Regions from separate parts of the Mus musculus genome. Here all the other regions are linked to region 1. Evidence: chromatin contacts called from public HiChIP or PLAC-seq and promoter capture Hi-C data. All regions are on one chromosome and are shown on one strand. Each heading gives the region's core, a stretch centred on a gene start, on an enhancer-like site or on the middle of the called end of the contact. The rest is flanking DNA. Distances are from core to core; before and after follow the strand shown. Region 1 holds the start of Fabp1 (fatty acid binding protein 1, liver). Region 2 holds the start of Reep1 (receptor accessory protein 1). Region 3 holds the start of Chmp3 (charged multivesicular body protein 3).

Region 1 (4,952 bases), core at 1,415-3,914:
ATGGCAAAATGCTAAAGGGGGGAAAAGAATGAAAGGAAAGGAAGTAAGAGAGGGATGGAGGGGAGAATCCTAATCAAGAGCAAAAGACATCAAATATCTGCTTCTACAGTGGACATTGAAAAAGGGCTGTAGTAAAACTGACACCCCAACCCTTGTCATGAACCAATCAGGAGAAACCCCGCCCTCCCTTCTCTTTGACTTGTAAAAGAGGCAGAAATAAGAGCAACCAGAAGTGATAAAGAGACTCTTGTTGAATTTGAGGCACAAAGCTTCCTGGAAAGGGCAGGGACAGAGAACAGAAGCACATTACACTCGCTACCCTAGGCTGTGCAGGACTCAGACGGGGGCAGGGGCGGGGATGACAGGACCCACAGCCTCTGGATCTCTCTATCACCTGTCCATTAGTCACACAGCCCACAGACAGCTGGCATTGCTGCCTGGAACCATCTCCCAGCGGACGTAAAGCTGCCCTAGCTCAGATGAAGGTTTTCACTGACACCAATGTGCCCCAGTTCTAGGCTTTCCTTGAAGGACTCTGAGAGCCAGGAGCACTGTGCCTGGGAGACCTGAGACTGAGGCTCCTTCTCTGTGCTCCATTATCCCCACATCCTCCTCCATTGTGAGAGCCCAGATGCCCACGATCCCTGAGACAATGAGAAGTCTACTCTCAAAGCTCTCTGTGTCTCCTGCCTGAAGTAGTTTCAGTGACATGGTCTCCGTTAGGAGAAGTTCTGGGAAAGAGATGGAGGTGGAACTACATACCTTGACTTTTTCCCCAGTCATGGTCTCCAGTTCGCACTCCTCCCCCAGGGTGAACTCATTGCGGACCACTTTGGGTCCATAGGTGATGGTGAGTTTGATTTTCTTCCCTTCATGCACGATTTCTGACACCCCCTTGATGTCCTTCCCTTTCTGGATGAGGTCCTCGGGCAGACCTGGTAGAGACCATGTAAAGTTAAAAACTGGGAGAACAGAGACCCCACACATTTCCATACAGTAGTCCTGTGAGCAGTTAGGTCTTTGCCTTCTGATGCGGAAAGTCGGTAGTCTGCTAGTACTTTGCCAGTTAGTACTATTATTTTTTGAGACAGGGTCTCTTGCAGCCTAGGTTAGCCTTAACTCACTCTATGGTGGAGGATGACCTTGAGTGTCTGATCCTCCTGCTTCCACATCCTTAGTGCTAAAATCGCAGTCATGTGCCATTGTACCTGGCTTATATGGTGCAAGGGATTGAACCCAGGGCTTCATGCATGCTAGGCAAACACTCTACCAACCGAGCCACATTCTCAGCCCAGCGATTCATTTGTTGTAAAGACCCTTCCCTCTGTGGCTCCCTGCTTCTTACTCATCCTCCCCTCCACCCCCCACAGATCCCTCCTTCTTTAGTGGCCTGGCTCTTAGAGTGGGAACACTTCATCCTCCAGAATGTTTAGCTTCCAAATCCAATTACCTTTGAAGTGATATGGGAGCTACAGATAATTAGGCCATGCACAAAGTAGGACCATGCCTGGCAAACTTGCTGTGGCCTCTGGAGTCAAGGCTCTTGGGGGTAATGTACAAAAATCCTTTACCCTAGAATAGGGCTTTTCAGATTTCAGAACAAATCTGTGCTTTTACATGAACAGGAGTTCACAAGAACCGGGGAGTTCACAGTGACAGTGGAGGGTCCCTTGCAAAACTAAGGGATCCTCACATTCATGATCTTTGACTTGTCTGCAAAAGAAGCTCTGAGTCCTAGGATGACCCGAGAGTCCTTTCCCCACTCTTGCTGTTCCTCATCTTTTCCATGTTGGTAACCCCCTTTGTTCCACTTCCCCCTCTGCCCACAGGCCTCTTTCTTCCTGTTATATACTCTTCTCTCCCTGGTTCCAGGCTCAGCTTTCATCATCACAGTCTCCCCCGTACCTGAGTACCCTGGGAGACATAGGGTGTTTAAATAGGGTCTCTGGGACCCAGCACCTGCTTCTAACTCCAACACAAACACTCTCTAAACTGTGAGCCTCATCACAGCTACCTCACCTACCCCAGTCGCCTCAACTGTAAAATGGGAAAACAGCTCAGTTTTATGGTGAGTATTTACTGTGGGCATTGCATGGCAATGCCTGGTATAGAGTCATACATATTAGGAGACACTTCATTCCATTTATCTCCAAATAACTGGTCAAGATTGTAGCTTTGTCTCTGAACATTGGTCAGGATTGTAGCCTATCACACTCTGTCTCTCTGGTATATGTACAAGCATGGGGTTGGCGTATGGTTGGCCTTGAATCAATGTTTGCTAGAAAGTGAGTGAAGGAACAAGGTCTTAGAATAAAGTGCCATGAGACACACACTTCGAACCAGTTCATCTTCCAATGTAGGGTTGTTTCCACTTCCCTGGAGTAGCTTTGTCCAGTGGGGAGCAGTAAAAGTAACAAGAGAGCAGGAGAGTCACTGGAGAACTCCTCAATTCGGTATAGCCTGGACCCCTCCTTCCACCTCAACACCAGACCTGGACTATCTGTTGATAGTAGGGCTAGCCCCTCGTTGCTGTCATAATCACCACTCACCTATTGCCTTCATGAATGGCTCAAAGTTCTCCTGGCTCTGCAATTGGTACTTGCCGGAGAAGTTCATGGTGGCAACGAGGCTTCCTTTCCACAGCTGACCACAACAGCTCTGCCTGCCAGGTCACCCACTGTTGCCTATTTTATAAGGGGATTCTTCCTCCTCAGATATAGGCCATAGGTCAGTGATTGTCGATTTATTTATGGCCAGGCTCAAACATTAACTCCTGAGAGCAATGGTCAACGATAAAAATCAGAGTGGGCAAGGCAGAGGTTTGTTCTAATTCAGCAAACATTAGTGAGTCCAACCAAGGGCAAAGCTCTCTGTAAATGTTGCCTTTATGGTGACTTAACCCTACTCATGAAATAAGTGTGCATGGTTGAAATGTATGTTGACAAATGTATGTATGTGCAACATACATACATTTAGAAATAATTTAGAAACATGTGAATCACATCTCCAGCAATGCACATATGCATATATACCTAAGTGCACATATGTATGTGTTTGTACATGTGTACACTTGTATGTATGCATATATTTATATACATGTCACTACATATCCATATGTACATACATAAACACACATACGTGTGTGTGTGTGTGTGTGTGTGTGTGTGTGTGTGTGCGCGCGCATTACATGGGGAGAAATACCTTTGAACTCAAAACCTTTTTCATATAACCTTATGTTTATTTCTCATTTTTTATTATTATACAAACATAATTTTACATACATTTTATCAGTCCTTAAAGCTGTTTTGTATTTTGAGAATTCTTCTTCAATGATTCCAAGCAAGCCTCAATCCAGGCAAGTCTCAGTCCAGGCAAGCCTTAGTCCAGACAAGCCTCCCCTTTGAAGGCATCTACTGTCAGCAGGTGTAAGCTCTTTAACTAAAGCAGCAGTCTGAAAACTTAGATTATTTTATCTGCTAGAGACAAGTCCAGCCAAGAAAGATGGCATTACCTGCTGACTTTGTCCCATCCCTGCCTCACAACTAAGAACAGGGCACTAAGATGGTACACGGGCATTCAGCCTGACTAGAAGTGGCCTTGGGGAAGAGGCCTAAGGATGCTTCCAAAGATCTCTGATGTTCTTGTTTGTCATGGGGGAATTGTCACCCAGAGCATCTTCATCTCCCCATTCCAGCATCCTAGGCAGTTCTCAGCAAGTGCCACTTCACAGCCTATTTCTCTTCTGTTTAGACTTTAGCATCAGCCTCATTACTCACAGCCATCGGCCCTCCATCCTCTAGTCTTTTCTGCCCCGAGGCTACATAGACTTATAAATCTGAGGCTGGGGTATGCCATGCCTCAGTTTTGAACCCATGGTCCCTATTGCTCTAGCAGTGACAGGCCCCGGATAGCGTGGAAGGTCTGTGTCTACTGTCCTGACTGTGATGACTGCTCAAAATAGAGCTTGCACTTTGCTTTCATTTTTGTCTTGCAAAATGACTGCCATTGTCTAAGCTTCTAGTGAGGCTGTTAGGCTTGCCAAACCCAGCCTCATCACCCACCTTTCCCTAGAGGTCACAGGCATAGGCCAGCTGAAGGTGTCGGGGTATTTCTTCCTCTATGTTTGAATTTGTGTCTCTTCTACACTTTTCCTGTCCTCCAGCTGTCTGCCTCCCTGTAACTCCTCCCAGCTAGTGGGCCTACCCCCATTCTGTCTCCTCCATTCAGCTGGGCTGGCTTCTCTGCATTCTTCCTCATTGTGCTCCTTCCTTGGGAGTCTTGATGGAGAGCACATGAAATGAGCTCAATCAGTGATGGTTCAGCAAAGAGAAACCTCCAAAAGATAACGCGGCCACGGCTCTTGTGGTGCAGAAGTAGTAGGAGATACAGAGTAGTGAGATCAGCAAGCTGGTCCTGTAATCAGTGAATCACATGAGCTCTGAGGCAAGGGGACTTGAGGGGAAGTACGAATGTGTGCCTGCAGCTTGGTTGAGAGGCCAGTGGGAATAGGCGTGAAAGGGATGGAAACTGTTGCTCCAGCCCTGAGAGCCCACCTCTCTCTTCTCTCTTTTCTCTCTGTAACCCTGCTCTGCCATCCCCAGCCTGTGCTAAGCCCACAGAGACAGATCTCGCATGGAGTCCTCTCTGTTCTTGGCCAGTTCCCTCCCACTTGCATCATAATCGCCAAAATGACAAAATGCTCTGGATACCCGGCCCATTTGCCTTGCCGCTGCTCTACACTCCACCCAGAAACGTGCTGGGTTGCAGTGTCCGCCTGTAGGCCTTACAGTTCTGGTGGGTGAGAATGAGGGGGAGGAATTTGAACTGATAAGAGCTCATGTTAAGTGCATCAGTGGCTCAGGAAGATGTCTTAGGACGAACAGCTATGCCAGCCTACAGTAGGGGTGTACACTATCACCTCAATCGCACAGATTCCCCAGAACCTCTGCAGT
Region 2 (4,952 bases), core at 695-3,194, 510 kb before region 1:
CCTCTGGTGCCAGAGGGTAGTTGTAGACCGGGAGCAATTCTCTTGGTCATTTACGTCATCCGAAGTCTTAGTTCTTCAAGGTGTGGTTGCTTCAGAAGATACCAACACACTGTTGCAGCCCCTCCCACATCCCACATCTTAGTCCCCCCTTTCAGTTACCCCCTATGTGGGAGATGACAAGAAAACCAGAATGGTTGCATGATCCTGGTTGAGGACTTACAGAGAAAGCCCACCAGGCAAGCAAGTGCTCCATGGCCCCGCCCTGAGGTCCTCCAGGGGTCACTAGCAAATCCAAAGACCCCAGGAAAGAAACTGACACTGCAGAGAAGACAAGCTTTAGTCAGGCGTGAGGCGTGGCAAGGCATGCCGGTGGCTTCCCTATTATTGATGCCAGCCATGCCACAGAAATCGAAATATTTCACATGCCACCTGAAGGTACAAAACAAACCCCCAGCAGCTGACAACAGCTGTTGGAGAGACCCTTGTGGAGTAACTTGATGGGCTTTGGGAGCAATGGGCAGAATGATGCCTGGGAGACAATGGCCAGGACTTTAAAGACGGCTCTCCTGGATGGCTTTGCAAATCAGTTCAGAAGAGGAGAAAAGAGATGTGTGTGCCCTGCACTGTCAAAGGGAGTTAATAGCCCCTCTTTCTTAGACAAAGAAAATGCTGGGCACGTGTTCCTCATCCAAGCCCCCCCACCCCCAGACCCATTTCAGTCCCAGGTCCCCTAAGCAGGTGCTAAATCAATCTTCCAGATCCAGGTAAGAAAGGTGAGAGGCAATATTGGAAATAAAACAAAAGTCCCCATCACACATCCCCCAAGGACTTCATACAGGCCTCACCCCAGATGACTCTGCTCTCCTGCACCGCCTGGGAGGTATCACTGCCACCGCCCTTGGGGGGTGGGGGGAAGGGGTGCTGTCTGTCACTCGGAAATTTCCCTGTGCATTCCTAGAGATGCCTGCCCCTGTCTCTCAAACCCCTGCAAAGGAGAGCAGGCAAGAGGAAGGAAGACATCTACTCCAAGATGCACACTAATGTACTTGCCACCTGCCTTTGCCTCTGTCTATTTGAAAAACCTAAAAAGGAGTATTTTCCCACTTCATTGAGTGCCCCACCTCCATCTGGCTACTCATCTCCGCGATGACCCCTTCAGGCAGCGCCCCTGGCTTGTCTGGACTGTATGTCATTTTCACCCGACAAAGCGCGGCGGCAGGCGAGCCCAAGGCATTTTCTTCCAAAGGAGAGAGAACGCGTGGAGCACCCACTCGGGGCCTCTGCAAATCCGCCCCACCCGGAATGGAACAAAGCAACAGAGAGAAGGCGAGACCCATTGCCCAGCCCCGGCAACTCCACCATCGTGCGGGGACCCACGCCCCGGTCTCCCTGCAAGGCGCCGCCTGCGCCCGCGGCTACCCATGGGTCTGTAGCGTCGCGCGTCCTACGCCGCCTCGCGCTGCCCGCGTCCCCAGGCAGCTACTGTACCTGCTAAATTTAGCGACCGCCGGGTATTAATAGCTAGCGACCCGGGGCTGGTGGTTCGCAGGGGCGCGCGGCCCTAAGGGGACATGGGGATCGGGAGGGAAGGGAAGAAGGGACACAGGAGAAGAGGCCACTTACACCACCAGCCTGGAGATGATCCACGACACCATGGCGGGCGGGCGGGCTGGCGCGGCCCGGATTGCTGGGCTGCGGGCGGTGCTGCGCTCCCGGCACGTCTGTCTGTCTGTGCACCGCCGCTGCCGCCAGACTGAGCGCACCCGCCCGGTCCGGCCCCGCGCTCGCGCGTTGGCGCAGCCGCGGCACGTTCCGCCCGCTGCCCCAGCCCCCAGGGGCTCCGCGGGCCCACGGCGATTGGGCGGCTAGCGGTGAGGGCACCAGCGCGACCCGCCCCTGCTCCGATCGTCCCAGCCCCAGAGCTGCAGCCAGGGCGGGTCCTCCTCCGCCCTCCTTGTGAAACCGTGTGGTGCGGTGGCTCAGTGCACTGGGCCTCCGAACCCCCAGGGAGGGCTGCCTCACCTTCACTAGGTGAAGTGGGGAAACTGAGGTCTGAATCTGGACTTTGAAATCCTGCCTACACCTGTCTAGACGAGGTTCTGTCATTCTTCACTTAGATAATACGCTAGCCTCAGGAGAAACCTGAAGCCTTCAACTAGCATCCCATAAGTCAACATCTCAGCAAGTGTCTGCCTACTGACAGCTCTAGTGTCCCAACTCGATCTCTTTGACTGCAACCCCATCACCAGTCACCGCGTGTCCCTTCAGTTGTTTCTACTGCAGCTCTCTCTCTCTCTCTCTCTCTCTCTCTCTCTCTCTCTCTCTCTCTCTCTCACACACACACACACACACACACACACACACACACACACACGTCAGAGGTCAACATGCAGGAGTCAGTTCAATGCAGTTGTCCCGGTGATAGCTCGGGCCATCATCAGCCATGGCGGCAAGCACTAGGGGAGCGGTCTCACAGACCCACACCTCAGACATTCCCTGTCCATACATTCACTTCTGTCTTTGATTCGTCCTCCAGCCTCAGCTCGGAGGGCTATGAGAGCCGAAGGGCATCATACATCATGACCCAGCAGTGTTAACAGAGCCATGTGGCATCTTGGGCAAAATGGAAACCGCGTTCAGTATCAACACGTCAATGCATTTTTAAAATATTGCATCATATAGGATTTGTCTTGATCACGGAATTTTATGGTGTCCCTTTAAATTTTGCAGCCAGGCTTTGTGACTTGCTTTGCTCATCCTGAGGATGGACCTGAACCAACTTCAATAGCACTTGAAAGCCTTTGTCCTTTTTATCCCTGGGCTCTGCTGCTCCCTCCCTCCCTCCAGTAGTTTAGGTTCCAGTGACCTGCTCTTCTTTGCAGATATTCAGTTGTGTAAAATTCAGTGCCCAGTGTGAGAAATTCTGTAGAGACCTAGTTTATAGCTTTTTCTAAAGGAGCTCTGCCCAATGAGGCTTCTTGCAGAGGCAAGGTGACTTTGGACTTTGGCAGTGCCTTCAAATATGATAGAATATGCACGGTGACATGTGCCTATGACTCCAATTCTTGGGAGGTAGAAACAGGAGCCCAGGCTAGTATCCTAAGGCCATCCCAACCCCCTCATTCCAAATCCCAGGCGTGGTAATTGACCCTGTAACACTCACCCTCAGGAGGAGGAGACAGGAAGGCGAGTTCAAAGTCATTCATGGCTACTTGGGAGTTCAAGGCCAGCCTGGACTACATGATTCCAAGTCTGTCTCAGTCTCTCTCCCTCACCCCCCTTAAGTGTATGAACATACAGATAGAAAATACTTTCTGACAATTAAGGGGCTATGAGAGAGTTGTCTTCTTTCATTTCTCTTTGTCTGTATGTCTTCTTTGTCTCAAAAAAAAACCCATAAACTACTTGTGATATAGAGGGGGTTAATGTAATGTTGAAGCATTTGGAGGTTGGTCATTTCGCTTTTGGGCAGCTATTGAATCTCATGTTCCAAACCACTTCCTCTATAGAACCCTCATACCGCAGGCCACAATACACCTATGTGGGAGGCTGCCAGAGATGCTTCTGTGTTCCAGTGCCCACTGAAGTTACTCAGATTAGGAAATCATAAACCTGCCTGGCCTTGCCTTCCTAGTACTCCCTTGTTATGGCTCCCTCTTTCCTGCTGCCTTGTGGTAAGCTCAGCTGAGCGGCCTACATGGTTTGTGCTCTCTCTAGGGATGAAAACAAGTAAAATAAACCTGAATTCTTTCCAAGTTCTGTCTTAATTGTCTGGCCTCACCATACTTTACTAGAGATTATAAAATTAAACAGAGAAAAGCTTGGAAAACTTACCAGACAGTGATACCCTAAGGCCAAGCCAGGCACGGTGATAGATGCCTGTAATACCAGAACTTGGGAGGTTGAGGAAGGGGCAGGGTCATGAGTCTGAGGCCAGCCTAGACTACAAATGTGAGATTGTATCTCAAATAACAAAACACCACAGACAAGCTTGGTACCGCAGTGTACATCCGTAATAATAATAAGAACAATAAAATGAACAAAAATTTTAAAAACCAGCAAGGACTGTGCAATGTTCAGTCGCTGAAATACCTGCCTTGCAAGCACAGGTCTTAAGTTTGATCCCTAGAAGCTGGGTTACAAATAAAAACTTGTAATCCAGAGACAGAGGTCAAAGAATGGATCCCTGGGGCTTGCTGGACAAGCAGAGCCTAGACTACTTGGTGTGCTCTAGGCCAGTGAGAGGCCCTGTGCCCCAAACATGGTGAATGGTGAAGAGAAAGACAGCTGAGGTTTAACTCTGATTTACACACCATACACATAGAAGTACATATACGTAACACACACACACACACACTCCATACACACCATACCATACACATACACACCATATACACATCATACATATTCCAAAACCACAACAAGACAACCAAGCAAGGAGGATCTTCTGAGTCCTCCCCACGCTTCTCTCCATGTTCTTCCACCACACACACTAATGAGACCAGGAGACCTATCAGCCATTTTGAGGGGTAGAGGGATGCACTAGTGCAGCTCCCCAGGGCCTTGGGAGCACAGGCCTAGGCCTATAGTTCCAGCTGTTGAAGAGGCTGAGAAAGGAGGCTTGCAAGGATGAGGCTGGCTTGGGCTACTGAGAGAGCTCAAGGCCAACCTGGTCTACTTAGTGAGACCCTTAGGAAAACAACAGCACACTTAGGAGGAAAGGCTGGGATAGCTCAGTAGCAGGCTTGCCTACTATGTGCAAGGCCTGGAGTTCAATCCTCTGTGTTGGGAAAAAAGTTTAAATTCTCAAAAACTATGGTTTGAGGAGGTATCCTGAGGAAGACAGTGGAGTGCTGCCCCATGCTGTTTCCTTCTTGGGCATGCGTGATGGGTAAGCTTTGCAGGTAAATGGAAAACATGGGTTTGATTATTGTGCTCCACTGGACATTTCC
Region 3 (4,952 bases), core at 1,343-3,842, 340 kb before region 1:
GGTTTATTAGGCTTACACTTCCACATTGCTGTTCATCACCAAAGGAAGTCAGGACTGGAACTCAAGCAGGTCAGGAAGCAGGAGCTGATGCAGAGGCCATGGAGGGATGTTCTTTACTGGCTTGCTTCCCCGGCTTGCTCAGCCTGCTCTCTTATAGAATCAAGACTACCAGCCCAGAGATGGTTCCACCCACAAGGGGCCTTTCCCCCTTGATCACTAATTGAGAAAATGCCTTGCAGCTGGATCTCCTTTCTCTGTGATAACTCCAGCCTGTGTCAAGTTGACACAAAACTAGCCAGTACACACCCAGAACTATTTTTTAACATGTACATAGTACGAAGTTCACACTTCCTTGTGAGACTTTTTTTTTTTTTTTCGAGACAGGGTTTCTCTGTATAGCCCTGGCTGTCCTGGAATTCACTTTGTAGACCAGGCTGGCCTCAAACTCAGAAATCTGCCTGCCTCTGCCTCCCGAGTGCTGGGATTAAAGGTGTGCGCCACCACGCGCCCAGACATTCTTGCTAAATTAGTTTAACTTGGATCTCATCAAGTTTACATCCAACTTCCATTTCACATAAAATAACACACCGGAAAAAGTTAAGGGCAAGACACAGACCTTGCAGGATGATGAACAGCCAACTCTAAAGTCTTTACTTTTACAATGTTACTTTCATTTTTAATGTGGGGATTAAATTTTTAAAACGAATGCATGGTAATGTCTCAGAAACTACAACACCCAGACTTTCCCGAAAAATCTTTGCTTTCTGAGCCACTGTCTAGTCTGCCCTTGAACTCTTGCTTTCAGGAATGTCCTGAAAATGACCAAGCAGCTGAACTGCAGGCCACACTGCATCTCTTAAAACCTTTTCTTATTAAGAACTTTCATTCACCTGTTACATTTTGCTCTCTCGTATAAAACTGAACATGTGGAACTTAAATGAGACAAGCATACAATTTCACTTCAGAACATTATGTAGACCATTTTGTGGTATTTGTATACTCTTCTTGAAGATAAGTAAATCATTACTAGTGTGTGGCTTTAGCTTTGTCATCCATAAGTTGAGATAGTCTAAAGAAAACAGTCTTATTACTATTTAAACTTATGCCTGGTATGTACATTACTCGTTTAACGTTTCCATTATTTTAAATAATAAGTGTCATTGCTAAGAATGTAATGTCAATTTCTCCTCTAGTAAAGTACCCCTCTTAAAAAAAAAAAAAAAAAAGAACACGCACCGGAAAATGGCAACGTTAATTAGACTGGCTTGACAGCTACACTTCCATAAGTGAACTAAAGGTTTAGAAGGACAAGTTTGAGTGCTGTAGAAACAGTGCTTCTCAAAGGTCAAGGCACATTCTAACCACTCGGGATAGTCATAATTTAAATCTGATTTAGTAGGTCTGGAATGGGACCCCACAAGTGCTATGTGCTGGGAGCTGGTACTGTTGGTGCGACTACTGGTGGTCAGTAATAAGGCTGGGTGTGTAAAGAATGCACCTTCACGCTGGGCGGTGGTGGCGCATGCCTTTAATCCCAGCACTTGGGAGGCAGAGGCAGGCGGATTTCTGAGTTCGAGGCCAGCCTGGTCTACAAAGAGAGTTCCAGGACAGCCAGGTCTACACAGAGAAACCCTGTCTCGAAAAAAACAAAAACAAAACAAAAAAAAGAATGCACCTTCACTACCACTACTAGCTCAAACTTCACATCCTTCAATGGTCAATTACTGCGGTAGCACTCTTCCTACTTGACATAGGAGAAGTCTCGGACAAGTTTTTCGAGATCAGAGAGCCGAGACGTCTAAAAGTAGGACTCAAACTTAGGCGGCTGATACTTGGTTTCTAAAATAACTCAATTGATAGGCAGATCTAAGGATTCAGAGTAGGATCCGAACTGTTTTCGGTAGCATCCTTATGGGTAGGGCCTGAGAGAACTGAGCTTCTAGAATAAACACAAGTCGGGCTTCCCTGCACACAGAGGAGAGCGAGAAAAGGACCTGCCTGGCAGGTGCCTGGACTTTTTGGGGGCTCCGACCCGGTTCACCGCACACAACCTTCCGGTCTAGGGCAAGTCCTCCGGGTGGTCTGCAGGCCGGCGCGGGGGCGGGGCTTGCGCAGGAGAAAGGTTCCGGGCGGCCCGTACCACCGCGCGCAGGGGAGAGAGTGCTTCCTCGGGGCCCGGCGGCGTGGCGCCTCCAGCGCCTGGGGGCGAGGCCGAGGTGCTCCTAACCAGGCCCTACACACCCGGGTCGGACGCCGAGCGGCCAAGGCGCGCTTCTCCTCACATCCCAATCCTAAACTCTTCCCTCGGCCCCTCGGCAGAGTGGAAGGCCCCGGAAATAGGGGCCAGCCTGAGAGCGCAGCTGGCTGTTCCCACCTCCGCTGCGGAGCTTCCCCGGTCGCTGGCCCTTACCAGCTCTTTGGGAGGCTTCTCCTGGGTTTTTCCAAAGAGTCCCATGATGAACTGAACTCCTCTTACCCCTTCCGACTTTCCGTTCCCTGCGCCCAGGCAGGTCACGGGCAGCCGCCTGGGCGGGGCTGGGAGGAAGGGAATCAGACGCCCAGAGAAGGGCGCGGCGGCAGCAGGGCTAGTACGCACGCGCGCGGCGCAGGCGCAGAGTTAAGTTGGGTGGGGTTCTACAGTGTGGATGACACCATTGCTCATAAGGGAGCTTAAGTGAAGTATAGAAGTAACTCTTAAGATATTTATTGCCTACACCCAAAACCTGTCAGCTAGCCCAGAAATATATATCTCAACGCTGTCACGCATATTTACAACCACTTCCCAGATATTTGTGGATGGGTTTCTCTTTGGGTCCGTAGTCACCTCACAGACTGCAAATCTACACACCTACTCGAAAACTTGACATCGCCTTCTTTCCCCTTTGTAGGAAGTCTTAAAAGTTCTAGCAGTGATCTTATGCTGAAGCTGGAGAAGAAGGGATTGATTCAACAGATTATAACATTTGTTTCGCTTGTAAGATTAAGGTTAAACAGACCTGCACGAGTCAGCTGAAACTAACTTTTAAAGAAGAGATAACAAAAGACTTGCATTCTGCACACATTAAAGAAATGGATTCATAGACAAGGAACTGTGCAAGGAAACTTGGGCCCCTGGAAGAACAGGAAGCCACTTCTACAGCCTCATCTTACCTTTAAAAAACAAACACCGGGGAAATCTTTTTTAAAAAAAACCCTATTTTCTTTACTGAAACTTTAATGATAAACATAAATATTCTCTAATGGAACAGAGGCAACCTGGGTCCATTGTCTATTCCCTCTGGGAAGGAACCAGTTAGTATATCTTACAGTTAAGTCTGCATATGTTCTGGCTTTCATATCATAGCTTTCTATAAATTGTAATATGGCCACTGGCTGGGTGGAGAGGAAATCAGACTCCTAATTTTCTTTATTATTTTTAAAATGTTATTGTTGGAGAATTTCATTCATGAATGTGATATGTTGTCCACATCCATTCCTCTGACTCTTCCCTTGGCCTTTACTGATTTTTGTTTCCTAATCTCTTTTAAAACACAAAGGAACTAAACTGGCATACTTATGGCACCTGCCATCCACTTTGCCCATTTTAATTCACACTTTCACCCGGGTGGGCACCAGGTACGAACATGAAGCGTTCTGTGCCTGGCTGTGCTGCGTCTTCAGGTGGATGCTGAATTCCTTCTGAGCTTTGGCCTTCCTTGTGTTTTGTCAATGGTCCATTGGTTTATTCTGAACTGGTTGGATACCCTGTTATTTTGTTCTCATGCAGAGGGAGGGTTTGTTTACTTTTGTTTGTTTTCAGAGTATTTGTTTATTTGCTACCAAGCCAGCCCTTTCCTCCTACCACTCCAACAACTAATTCTCCTTGCTTTTAGCAAACTTGCCTCTTTTAATTTAGAAAGTCTGATCATAAAGACACTATAGATAAGAGGTATTCTCATATCGGGGTACTCGAACACAACAAAGGGAGGGTCAGAAGAATCTCCCCAGCACAAGCAGTAGCCTCAAAGAGAAGCCCAAGACAACAAGTCCCAACTCTGGTTAAAAGCTCAGTTGGAAAGACCCACATAGGGGATGACCACATTGTCTTCAGCCCTTCTACGTTCCATTAAATTTACAGGATAAATCTAAGTCACTGTTATAGAGAATGTCTCATGCATTGTATAGATGCATCACATGTCAATTAAGAAAAAACCTATAGCATATAGGAAAGAGTAGGATAGACTGTGGGACATTCTGGAGGCAGAAGGAATTCTGGGATAGAGCCAGGCAGGGGAGATTCACCTGGGAAGATGTGACCAAACTGCTTCATAGTAACTGAGCACAGGTAACCAGCCACATGGCAGAATATGTGTTAAAAATAATTGGGTTATTTTAATTTATGATCTACTCAGAAGAGAGCCTAGCAATATGGCCAAGGTATGTGTGAATATTTTTGAGTCTGAGTCTTTATTTCTGGGCACATAGAGCTGGGAGGAAGAACTGGATCTAACTTCTACACACTGCGGGAAGAAGTGACCTTAGGGTGAGACCCACCTCAGCTGTTATTATAACTGATGCAGAAGTCTCATCCAAAATACAGGCCTGTCCAACTAGCATGAAGGATTATAAGTTTCAGGGAAGAAGGGGGAAAAAAAACACTAAAATGAGAAGCAGAAATTCAAAGAAGAAGGAAGTATTTGGTTAAAAGCTGCCATTTGGTACTCTAGGATGTTTGTGTTTGAGTATTATGTCAATTTAAATCAATTGTTTTAAAAACTGAGGAATGAGAGAACATGTGATAGTCTCTCCTGATTTCACTCTCAGAAGTTCTAGGCAATAGCACTAAACACAGACAGACTACACTGATTAAAGTTTAGGAGCATCCAAGAAAGGAAAAGAGATTCATAGCAGAGCTTTGGGAAGTTGTCAAAATTGTAGAGTCAACAAATGACAAGAAGTTAATGAGAAAAAAA

What was found. Promoter capture Hi-C pulls out the DNA fragments that hold promoters and counts their contacts. HiChIP or PLAC-seq counts read pairs in DNA pulled down with a chosen protein or histone mark.
Region 2: a promoter capture Hi-C map of 3T3-L1-derived adipocytes shows a contact between it and region 1, with 8 times the contacts expected there. The contact joins the promoter of Reep1 here to the promoter of Fabp1 in region 1. A contact is called at or near these places in 14 of 39 promoter capture datasets (the 3T3-L1 cell line, 3T3-L1-derived adipocytes, the C10 cell line and 9 more).
Region 3: an H3K4me3 HiChIP or PLAC-seq map of bone marrow-derived macrophages shows a contact between it and region 1, with 3 times the contacts expected there. The contact joins the promoter of Chmp3 here to the promoter of Fabp1 in region 1. A contact is called at or near these places in 1 of 115 datasets of contacts at active chromatin or transcription factors (bone marrow-derived macrophages) and 2 of 9 other capture datasets (adipose tissue and pancreatic islet).

What each region holds. Positions count from the first base shown.
Region 1 is chr6:71,197,591-71,202,542 of GRCm38.p6, reverse strand. Fabp1 (fatty acid binding protein 1, liver) reads right to left here and starts at 2,664. Exons shown (of 4, transcript NM_017399.5): 1 at 2,550-2,664; 2 at 763-935. The coding sequence starts at 2,616.
Region 2 is chr6:71,704,673-71,709,624 of GRCm38.p6, reverse strand. Reep1 (receptor accessory protein 1) reads right to left here and starts at 1,944. Exons shown (of 7, transcript NM_178608.4): 1 at 1,624-1,944. The coding sequence starts at 1,655.
Region 3 is chr6:71,541,492-71,546,443 of GRCm38.p6, reverse strand. It overlaps Chmp3 (charged multivesicular body protein 3), which reads right to left and starts at 2,592. Exons shown (of 6, transcript NM_025783.4): 1 at 2,411-2,592. The coding sequence starts at 2,455.